2 separate regions of the Gossypium hirsutum genome follow, and region 2 is linked to region 1. Evidence: chromatin contacts called from public Hi-C data. All regions are on one chromosome and are shown on one strand. Each heading gives the region's core, a stretch centred on a gene start, on an enhancer-like site or on the middle of the called end of the contact. The rest is flanking DNA. Distances are from core to core; before and after follow the strand shown.

Region 1 (5,362 bases), core at 1,962-4,461:
ATAAAATAATGATAATGGCATGTCCATACCAAAATGAACGGTAATAATACTAGTCCAGTAAATAAATAGTATATTCTACAGTAAAAGGAGAGAACTTACGTTCCTGCAATCTCTTGGTATGTGCTGGTGATAATAAAATCAGCATTATTCATGGCTATTAAGTCAGCAGTGAACTGACAAGAGAAGTGATATTTCTCGTCAAACTTTTTCCAATATATATCTGAATCTGGATATTTTGTTTTCTCCAAAGCATGGGCAATGGTACACTGCAAAAAGTGTAATTTACACATTGAAGATTTAGTAACAAAGCTTTCAGCAAAAGTGAAAGGCAAAGAGTGGAGGGGAAAGGGACTTGGGACAGGGGAGGGACAAACCTGTGTGACACCCATTTTGTAAGCCAACAAAGATGCAACCAGGTTTCCGTCACTGTAGTTTCCTATAATAAAATCTGGAATACCCTGCAACTCTGCTGCAATTTCACTTGCTACGTCCTGATTAGATATACAAATAGGAAAGCAAGTTATGACAGAAGATTAAGAAAGAAAGAAAGATAGAACCTATAGAGAAGTACATAGAAAACGTCCTCCTAAATTTGTTGTGATTGTTGAAAATTTTCTCTTCAAAAAAAAAAAATCAATAGCCTTTGAAACTTTGAAAGGGAAAATGATTTACCTCCGCATAAGTCTCCAGAAAAGGCCATACATCAAACCTTGATATCCATTTACGAAGAACTCCATGTTCTGACCTAAAAGGAACTCGCAGAATATGAGTATGCTCTGTCCCACTGACTCTTTCCAGCCGCTGATTGCAATTAGTTCCCTTCGCATCAGGTATTAACCTGGTCACCTTGAACAACAAGGAAAAATGTGTCAAATTTACATAGGCAAAATATAAGTGTTGAAAACAAAATAAAGCAATCCGGCATCTAGTCAGTATACTTACAATAAGAATTCTGGGAGTAATATCAAGTCCTTGCCTCTTTATCCTTAGAAGCATTTCATTCTCTAAGGCTCGCACTTGGTCCAGTATATAAACAACCTACACATTAAATAAGAAAAATGGAGATCTTAAATGAAGATAGTTACATATACATTATCCTACACGTTAAATATCAGATTCACTACAAACCTGACCACCAGTGTCGGGCAAACCTAATACATTTGCTTGCCCAAAGTATCCATGTGGAGACAGAATGACAACATTAAACACCATAGGCACTCTCCCAAGGAATGTCTCTAATATAGAGGGATCAGGAGCCTGAAGGATGTCCAAGAGAAGATGCATCGTCTCCAGAACATGAGCTGCAGTATCTCCCCATCCTCTCTCAAAACCCATTCCTTGTAATCTGCATTCATAAAACAAGGAAAAACAGACAGAGATGTCAACAACTTTATTGCTCTGCCACTACCAATATGCTGATAGACTCCTTGAAACAAATCTATATGTATGTATTTAATCTATATACAAATAGAACAGAAATAGAAACTCACTCGTATTCAAACTCAGAATATGGTGCATCAGATGAAAGCTTAGCAAGATGATCTTCTGCCTTAGCCAGAGCAGCTTGAAGTCGGGGTATACTCTGTATCCGATCATTCAACATCAATGCCTACAGAGAAAGCTTCATTAGTTTATCTTGTTATGAGAATTTCATCACAAAATAGATACTCCCACATATGCCTTTCCAAAGCTGTAAATGCGTCACCACACATAAAACAAGGCAAAATTTTCTTTTCCTAAAATCTAAAGGAACATAACACATAACTAGTGAAGTTGCAACTATGGTAAGGGGTTTAAAGGAAACCCCTCTGATGATTACTTACATGCCCTTTATATTTGTGGGCTCTCAGGAAATTAAGTAAAGGCTCCAAAGAATCTTTGTTACGGAACATGTTTGAAGACAGGTGACGGTTGAGGAATTGAACGCCATTGCCAATGGATGAAGAGCGGTTGGGCCGAGGAAAGGATGCATTGAATGGCTCAAAATCAAGCTCAAGCACAAAATGGTTGTCCTCCCTACGCAATGTGTAAAAAGAAAAATCTCAATGAGTTATGAGGTAGGACATACATAACCAAGTACTTTGAATCTATTGACTTCAAAGAAACAATAAACGCAACTTACAAAGAACAGAAAATAAGCTTACCCCACATCTGCAAGTGCTTCTTTGAAGCGAAGATATTCGGACACATCCAGTTGCTCCACGCTGAGTTCGTGAACATTGACTCGTACGTATTCCCAAACACCAGGTCTTGGGCGAATTGCTATAGCCACGTATGGAGGCAGAATTATGGCCTCCTGTAGTTATTAAAAAAGAAAAAAGAAAAACCCAACAATTTAGTATATTAAATACAATAACATAATCGAGACCGTACATATTCCATTTGGCAGACGTTAAAAGCTTACCTAGTACAAAGGCTGAAAGTTAGGCGTGAAAATTAAATAGCATTACTACTAAACTTCAGTTTACGTACACTCCTTTAAAGACGCAGCATCGAGGTAAGGAAAGAACATAAAACACATCCAGAAATTCATTTGTAAATTGAATTAGAGTAAATTCAGGAAAACAGAATCTTAAAAATAAAAAAATTAAAAAAAAAACCTAAAAGTTCAACTGAAACTAAATAGTACAAAAATATTTTAGCTGAAAAAACAATTAAGCATTTAAAAAGTATTAGATACTTTATTTACTGCCTCATGAATCACGGACGAAAATTAAATAAACATCTAAAAAAGTCGTTTATCCTTTTTAATATATAAAAGCTAACAATATCTTAAAAATTAATACGATAATTAAGGGGGGAAATGACCTGTGCAGATTTAAGGACTTCGCTAAAGGGACCATCACTTAGCTTCTCTCTAGCTTTGTCGTCGCCTACAACATTTTCCAGTTCATCGATCAAAGTATGCGGTTGCAGTATTCCTTTTCCCTGCGCCACGTACCTTCAAAATTCCACAACCCTAAACTTCAGTAACATATCTTCCTTTCCTTTCCTTTTACTTTTCATCGTTTTCCCATAAACCAAATAGAGACTACAAAATTTAAAATTCGGAAAAGAAAATAGAACAAGGTGATAGGAACTGTAAAATCGCGGAAGAGCGCACCTGGAGAGAAGAGCAACGAGCTCGTTACGATGAGCAGAAAGCGTGTCCTCCACGCGGTCCCTCATGCTAGGACTTCGACCGAGCTTAGGATTCGCCATCGTTAAACTTCGTATCTACTCTGTTACTGCTGTTGAAGTGAACTACTATTGATTGGAAAGAAAAAAAAGTGAAAAAGAGTTTTTATGAGAAATCGGTGAGTTTGAGTGAGCTTTGAGGCAATCGCTGCGGTTACATATATAATAATATAGATCAGCGCAGTGAGGGGATGACGGACGCAGCTAATGGTTTTACTCTTTGTTCATTGGATTTGCGACACGTTGAAATCATTTGTACTGAAGGCGAAAGTCCAAGTTGCCGCATCATGATGTTGAAACAAAATTGGATAATTTGATTATTTAGTCCCTCAATTATTCAGATGTTTGATTTTTGCCATTTTTATTGGTAAGAATGTAATAGAACGAATAATTATTTGATGCCAAATTGGATAGAAGAGAAGGTTCATTTCCCTTACGTTTCTTCAAAAACAACGTAAGATAATAAAAGTAAGACAAATTGACTCCACTAAAATATATTAAAATTGTGCTTGAAATTAGGAGCCTATAGGATATTTGTAAATTCTAGAATCTATAAATTTACTTAAAAATTTGACACATTAATTACAAAATATATAAAATTTTATTTAATGTGGGATTTAAATACACCATCTTTGACGATTAAAACTATGCTTTTATTATCAAAGCTAATTCTCATGATTTTTAAAATTAAATCAAATAATTAATAATAAAATTTAATATAGTATTTAAATCATTAATAATGAATTTAAATATGTTTAAAAATAATTTATCAAAAAATATATCCCATTTAACATCTTATTCTATTAAATCTCATATAGCTTCTCTTCAGTCTTATTCTTTTGTGAACAAAAAGATAGAGTCATCAAAATTTTTAGATTTACAATTATCCCTTTTATTATTTGATCAATTCAATTAGTTAATTTTTTATAACAAAAACAATAATATTTATATAATTAAAATAAATATTATGATATATTATATAATGTAAAATTGTATACATACATGTTTAATGGCATATAATATATTAATTGTTATATAATTAAATTATGAATGTAAAATAATTATTATAACATTATGATATTACAATGTGCATATTTCTATTAACGAAATGCAATCTAAACCTTAAATATGTAATTAATTGTATATAGGCTAGGATCCTCTTACATCAACTAGACTCACTCCTACATAAAAAAAAAACTTTTTTACGAACCAATCTTAATTTCAAATAAACCACTCTTTTTCGTTTGTTTCTCTTTTCTTACATTCTTTATTAGTAGAGGGGATCCTTGAGAAAGATTTTTTACCAATTCGGTAGAATTTGACATATGGCGATGTTATTTCTAGTTGACATGCCAAATAAAATTTGATATGTAACCTTATATACAATTATGCTATCATAATATACATAACTAATATACCTTAATTATATATTGTATATATTATAGTATACCATAAAATTAAGAGTAAACTATCAAAATAGTCACTTTTGTTTATCATAGGCTATCTTTTAGTCACTTATGTCTAAAATGTTACGTTTTAGTCACTTACGTTAATGTGTTGTAACATTTTAGTCACTGAACCGTTAATTGTTGTTAATGGTGTAATGGTAAGCTGACGTGACACAGTAAATCATCATTTCAAACAAAAATTCTACGTTAAATTATACAATTGGCCCCCATAATTTTTTTCGTTTTGAGCAATTTAATTTTTTTTCTTTTATGTTCTTTTAACTTTCATTTTTTTTCTTTATTTTTCATTCTTTTCTACTTCTTCTATTTTCCTCCCTTCTCCATCTATTTTAATATAATTTTTTTATGTTTTCTATTTGTTAAAACTAAAGAGGAAGAAGAAAAGGAAAATAAAGAAGTAAAAATTAAAAATTAAATTGTTCAAAAAATTAAAAGTATAGGGACTAGTTTTAACAAATGGAAAATAAAGAACATTAATTTAAAACAAAGGGAGAAGGGAGGAAAACAAAGGGAGAAGCAGAAGAGAATGGAAAATAAAGAAAAAAAGAAAGTTAAAAGAACATAAAAGAAAAAAATGCTCAAAACGAAAAAATATGGGGACCAATTGTATAATTTAACTTAAAATTTTTGTTTGAAATGACGATTTAACGTGTCACGTCAGCTTATCGTTACACGTTAACGACAATTAACGACTCAGTGATTAAAAAGTTACAACA
Region 2 (5,362 bases), core at 747-3,246, 130 kb after region 1:
TAATGTGATCTCTAAGAAACTTACCTTCGTTCATGCGAAACGTAAATAGACGTTGTTTCGACACTAAACGGTTAGCCAGAGACTTAGTCACATAAAGAGTTTTTAACCTTTTCCACAATGGGGATGAGGTTTTCTCCATCAATACCTCCTATAATACCCTATTCGCAAGGCACAACTGGATTACAGATAGGGCCTTTTCATCAAGCTCTTCCCATTTTGTCTAATCTAGATTCTTAGGTTTTTTCTCGGTAACAGCCTTTTTCAGGCCGGTCTGAACTAGATTTGTCATCATCCGAACTTGCCACAGATTTAAATTTGTGACACCATCAAACTTCTCAATGTCAAACCTAGTTGCTGTCATCTCTGAATGGGCTAATCTATGAAAATTGAACTAGCTTTGACACCACTTGTTAAGGATCGACCCGATTAAGCAATGAACAAGTAAAAAATAGCGGAAGAAATTGAAAAATTGAACGCACAAATTTAACGTGAAAAAACCCCTGCAAAGAGGATGAAAAACCACTGGCAAAGATAATTTTACTATAATGGCAAAAGAATGAGAATACAAAAGATGGAGATAAAAACTAAATCTCAAAACCTGAAAACAAAAAATCCTCAAAACGTAAACATAAAATTCTAAAAGAATGCCACTCTGAGATTGTATCATGTGATCACCCAATTTTTATATAAAAATTCTTATTTTTAGGTATTGATCAAAATTATAAAAAAGTTGGCAAGCTTAGGGACTAATATGGAAAAAAATTAAAAAAAAAATCAGATTTAAAGACTAAATGTATAGATAGATTTGGTACAATAATAAAGGAAAACGGTTATTCCCAAACGAAGAGACAAATAATAAAGCTTATACAGTCAGGAATAATGTGAAAAAGGGATTCCATGTTTTAGTGTAGCGAGTAAAATTTCCATATTTCAACTCCCTGATCATTACAGAAGATGAGATTATTGTGCATGCATAATACAAGTGCCCTTCAAATTGCTTAAATTAAACTGAATATAGATGAAATGGTGTGCATACACACATCTATATAGATGAAAAAGAAAAGAAACTGAAGATGGGTAATTTTTAATTTTAAAAATGGTAAAACACATAAATCTTCTTATAGTTATTTTTTATTGTAAGCTTTGGATGTTTTTAATTAGGTTGATTGAATTTGTGCTCAATTACCTCCAGATACTAAGTTCAATTAGTGACTTTAAGTTGGGATAGATTAATAAGAAAAAGAAAAAAAAAGCAATTTGGGATTGTGGAAGATATGGTAATTTAAAATTGGGAGATTGTAGAAATGAGCTATGTATATTTAGGGTTTATGACTCAAAAGAAAGAGAATTTCCATTCTGATGTTGTGAAACTGTTTATGTTTAGGATTGGTACAAAGAACCTAACTCCATTACTGGACAAATTAGATCATACTTGTAATCTTGGTTTTGGCCACCCTCACATGGATTCCTTGCTCAAAAAGATGTGCAACCACCCCTCTTACTGATCTACAATAACACTTATATTTTACAAACGAATGTAAGGTGGAGTACTATGGAGTTAGATGTACCTTAAACAGCAAACTAAAAAACAAAGTCTTTTGAAGGTGAAAATAGAAAAGGAGACTTTGATTTGAAGAAAAAGGCAGTTTTGTTAACAGAGCAAACTAGTCCAGTTGGTGGTAGTTTTAGGTGCTTTGAAGGCCTAAAAAACTTTCAGCAACTGCTTCTTGTTACAATGAAAAGACGTGGAGAAAGAAAGATGATGAGAGTTTTGAATTGAGGGATTTCATGGGCTTGTGAGTTTTAGAGCATTAAACAAATATGTATTACCTACACATAGATATCAAGCCCATGAAACCCAAAAGAATAGGCACAAGTCCAAGCAAAATAGCTAAGCTCCATAACTGACAATAGCTCCTGCCAATCACTTAGTCCTTGCCCATCACTCACTTTCAGGCAACCAATGACACCTCCAGTATAAAAGGCTCCCTCATATTCCCTTTCAACTTGCTTCTATTATTTACTCTGACTTGCGTCAGCCCAACATCTCAGTAGCCCAGCTTCAATACTACCAGTTTGGGGCTTTGGGAGGGAGCAAAGCCCAAACGAATATTTTACTCTTCACGGGTTTACTATTCAAAGTCTAAACTCTCTTTTCTTCAAGGGCATTTCAATCGATTAATATGGTAAAAGTACCATAGAGGTCCTTGTATTAGGATTTGAATTGTATTTTACTACATCTATTAAAAAATTAACAAATTAGTCCCTATATGTTTGATCAAAGTGAATTGGTCCTTCTGTTAAAAACTTTATCCATTTCTACTGTTAAAAATTGGTCCATGTATGTTAGCATAAGGTATGCATGGCACATCGCGTGTCACTATTTGGTTATTCTTTCAACCATGCCAATTTTTAATGATAGAAATGAATGAAATTTTTAACAGAAAGGATCAATTCACTCTATGATCTAATGTACAAGGATTAACATGCTCATTTTTTAGTAGAGGGAGTAAAATACAATTTGACACCTAGTACAGGGACATCCATGATTTTTTTACCAAAATAAAATTATATACCTTAGTTGGATTATTAAATTTTTCATGATTGGTTCAGTTGGTTGAAATGTAATTTCTTTTTACTTTGCTAAGAAAATAAAAGATAATAATATTTTTAAATTGTAATTTGTGATTAAGATGACCAAATCATATATATATATATATATATATACACTACAAGGTCTTAAGGTCTCAATTGACATTAGCTGTCAATTTTTTGATATGTGGCATACTTATCCTATCGACACATGACAACATAATTTATCTATATATCCATTTTTTTTATAATTAATAGAAAATAATATTTTAAAATTATAATATATTTTTAAATTAATAGAAGATAATTTTAAAATGATAATAATTAGATGTTACACCCCTGTTTTACTTGGAAGGTGAACCATTAATTATAAATAAATTTATCTTATAATTATATTTTAACATTTATGTAAATAAATTTAAAAATATAGTCGAATGAAATACAATAATCTGACAAATCAAAAACTAAAATAATATATAATTTGTGAAATCCCTTTAAATATTTCTAATGGATCCACAAAAATAAATAATTTAAATAATACAAACAAACTCACAAATGATACAAATACATGAAAATAATTAAAATACAATCCTAAAAATATTATTTATATCTTCCAAATATTATTTCAGGAACAATTTTAATTAATAATTAATGTTTAAATAATAACAATTTTATAGTACAAATAAACAATTCATGCATCACATGGGATAAAATATGTACAGTTGTTCATGATTAGGGAGAGTAGCAAGATTTTTAAAAAAATAATTTGAACCAATCTTTTTGCGATTTAAATATTAAAAATTAATAAATCATTAAAATTATTTTTTATATTAATATTTATATATTTTTATAAATAAATTTAAAAAATAATATATATAATAAACACAAAAATGTAATAAACATGTGGAGTTGTGAATAGATACATTAGTTAGTGTTATTATTTCATATATACTATTTATATATGTTCTAATATTGTGGCATTGATTGGATTTATACAATTTTCACTTTTCATTTCACTCATTAATAAAAATAACATATAGTATTTGATACATTGTTACTAAGAAATTTAATTTTACAAGACCAATTAGTACACTTTAGGAGTCCAATAGAATAATATTTTACTTAGCACATTAAAAGAGTATGTGTTATCATTTAAATTCAATTTGTAGAATCTAAAAATTTTATCTACAAAATATCATATAATCATTTTAATAATGATAAATAGAGTTTATTAATGAGACAATAATCAAATTTTGAGTTCGATTTAATAATTATTATTCTATTATGATTTAAGAATAAATTGGACAAAGTCATTAAAAATTGAGAATATATTTACTCAAACCTTTCATTTTCATGTAAAAAATAATAGTATTGGAATTACTCTTATATTATTGAGTTTGGACATTGTTAACAATATCATATTATCGGTCTACAAGAAAATTGTTGAAGGAAACATAGTAATTTGATGATGGTAATGTGAGCTTAATGATCCAAACATGGTAATATCATATCACCGATTTTAAAAATGATAAAAAAATTTAAATCGATATAATAATGTGACGATGAAATCTTATATTTTCTTCCCATGATAATAACCCGATAAAAAAATGTTGAACCAAATATAGTAATATGATAATGGGATCTTACAATTCCTTAGTAACGATTATCTAATCTAAACATCCCCTTGTAACATCCCTAAAGGCCCCTAGGTTGTAAGAAGTATAAACTCGAGAATATATGTGTTAAGATTTCTTAGAGTAAATAAAATGTGAATTATCAGTGTTAGTAGAAAAAAGTATTGAGTATTGAAGGAAATTAAAACAAGTAAGATGTTGTGAGATAATGATTTGAAGCAAGGAATGAATCATAAAGAAGTGAAAAGGAATGGGGCCAAATCATAAATACTCAAAAGTTAAGGTTTCGAAGTAAGAAAGTGGAAAAAGTCTAGGGACTAAAGTTTTAATTTTGCCAAATATGTGAATGGACAAATTCTAAATATTAAAAAGTTTCAATGGCAAAATGGTCATGTTGGTGAGATTTTATAATTTTATTATTTTAAATAATATTTTATTATTTTAATATATATATGATAATTATAAAGAAAGTGTGAAGGAAATTATTTATACTTTCACAAAGCTCCCAACATCCATAAGAGGGAGAAGAAAGAAAGTTTGCACTTTATGTAATTTAGTCATTTTTCATTAAATCCACCATTTTCATCCAAAATTTATGAAAATTTCCATAGCCACCGAAAAGGAAAGTGAAGTAGAGATCCTAGAGAGTTTGATTGTCATTTTGGAAGAAATAAATTGGAGTTGGAAATGAAGTTAAGAGAAATTAGGAACTCAAGGTATCCAAGCTTGAAGATGAAGATGGAAATGTGAGAAAGCATGGGAATGTGAAGAAATTAAGGTAAGTGGTTTAAATTATTATGTTATATTTATTTGAGTGTTTAATTTGATGAGATATTGTAACAATTAATTTTGTGTAATTATTTTCTATGTTCTAAGTAAAGAAAATATTATGTTTATGTATGAAGAGAATGATGGATGATTTTAAGTGAATAATTAAAAGAAAGTGTGAGTGGTTTAATTATGAAAATTTATAATTCAAAATTTATTAGTGTGAATAACGAATTGTGTATTTGTGATGTTGAAAGTGTTAGATATTTATTTTGAATATTATTTGGATGAGTAAGTTGAAAAATTATTTGTTAATGTGATTAGTTTGATAAAAATTGAAGGACTAAATTTTAAATTTAAAAAATTCT

Evidence for each region. A called contact is a pair of places that touch in the nucleus more often than the background predicts.
Region 2: a contact with region 1 is called in a Hi-C map of leaf, with 1.8 times the contacts expected there. The contact joins the enhancer-like site here to the promoter of LOC107910106 in region 1. A contact is called at or near these places in 3 of 34 Hi-C or Micro-C datasets (callus and leaf).

The regions. Positions count from the first base shown.
Region 1 is chrD08:46,418,326-46,423,687 of Gossypium_hirsutum_v2.1, forward strand. It overlaps LOC107910106 (sucrose synthase 2), which reads right to left and starts at 3,212. Exons shown (of 15, transcript NM_001327032.1): 1 at 3,104-3,212; 2 at 2,809-2,941; 3 at 2,145-2,296; 4 at 1,824-2,016; 5 at 1,491-1,609; 6 at 1,129-1,345; 7 at 943-1,038; 8 at 673-846; 9 at 375-491; 10 at 100-266. The coding sequence starts at 3,201.
Region 2 is chrD08:46,551,110-46,556,471 of Gossypium_hirsutum_v2.1, forward strand. No RefSeq gene overlaps it. Among protein-coding and RNA genes, the nearest start is that of LOC107950413, 12 kb to the right of the region's middle. Within about 2 kb of position 1,997, at least 4 of the 9 cell types and tissues checked have an H3K27ac peak or open chromatin away from gene starts, as enhancers often do. A contact at or near this core is called in leaf, where this site is marked.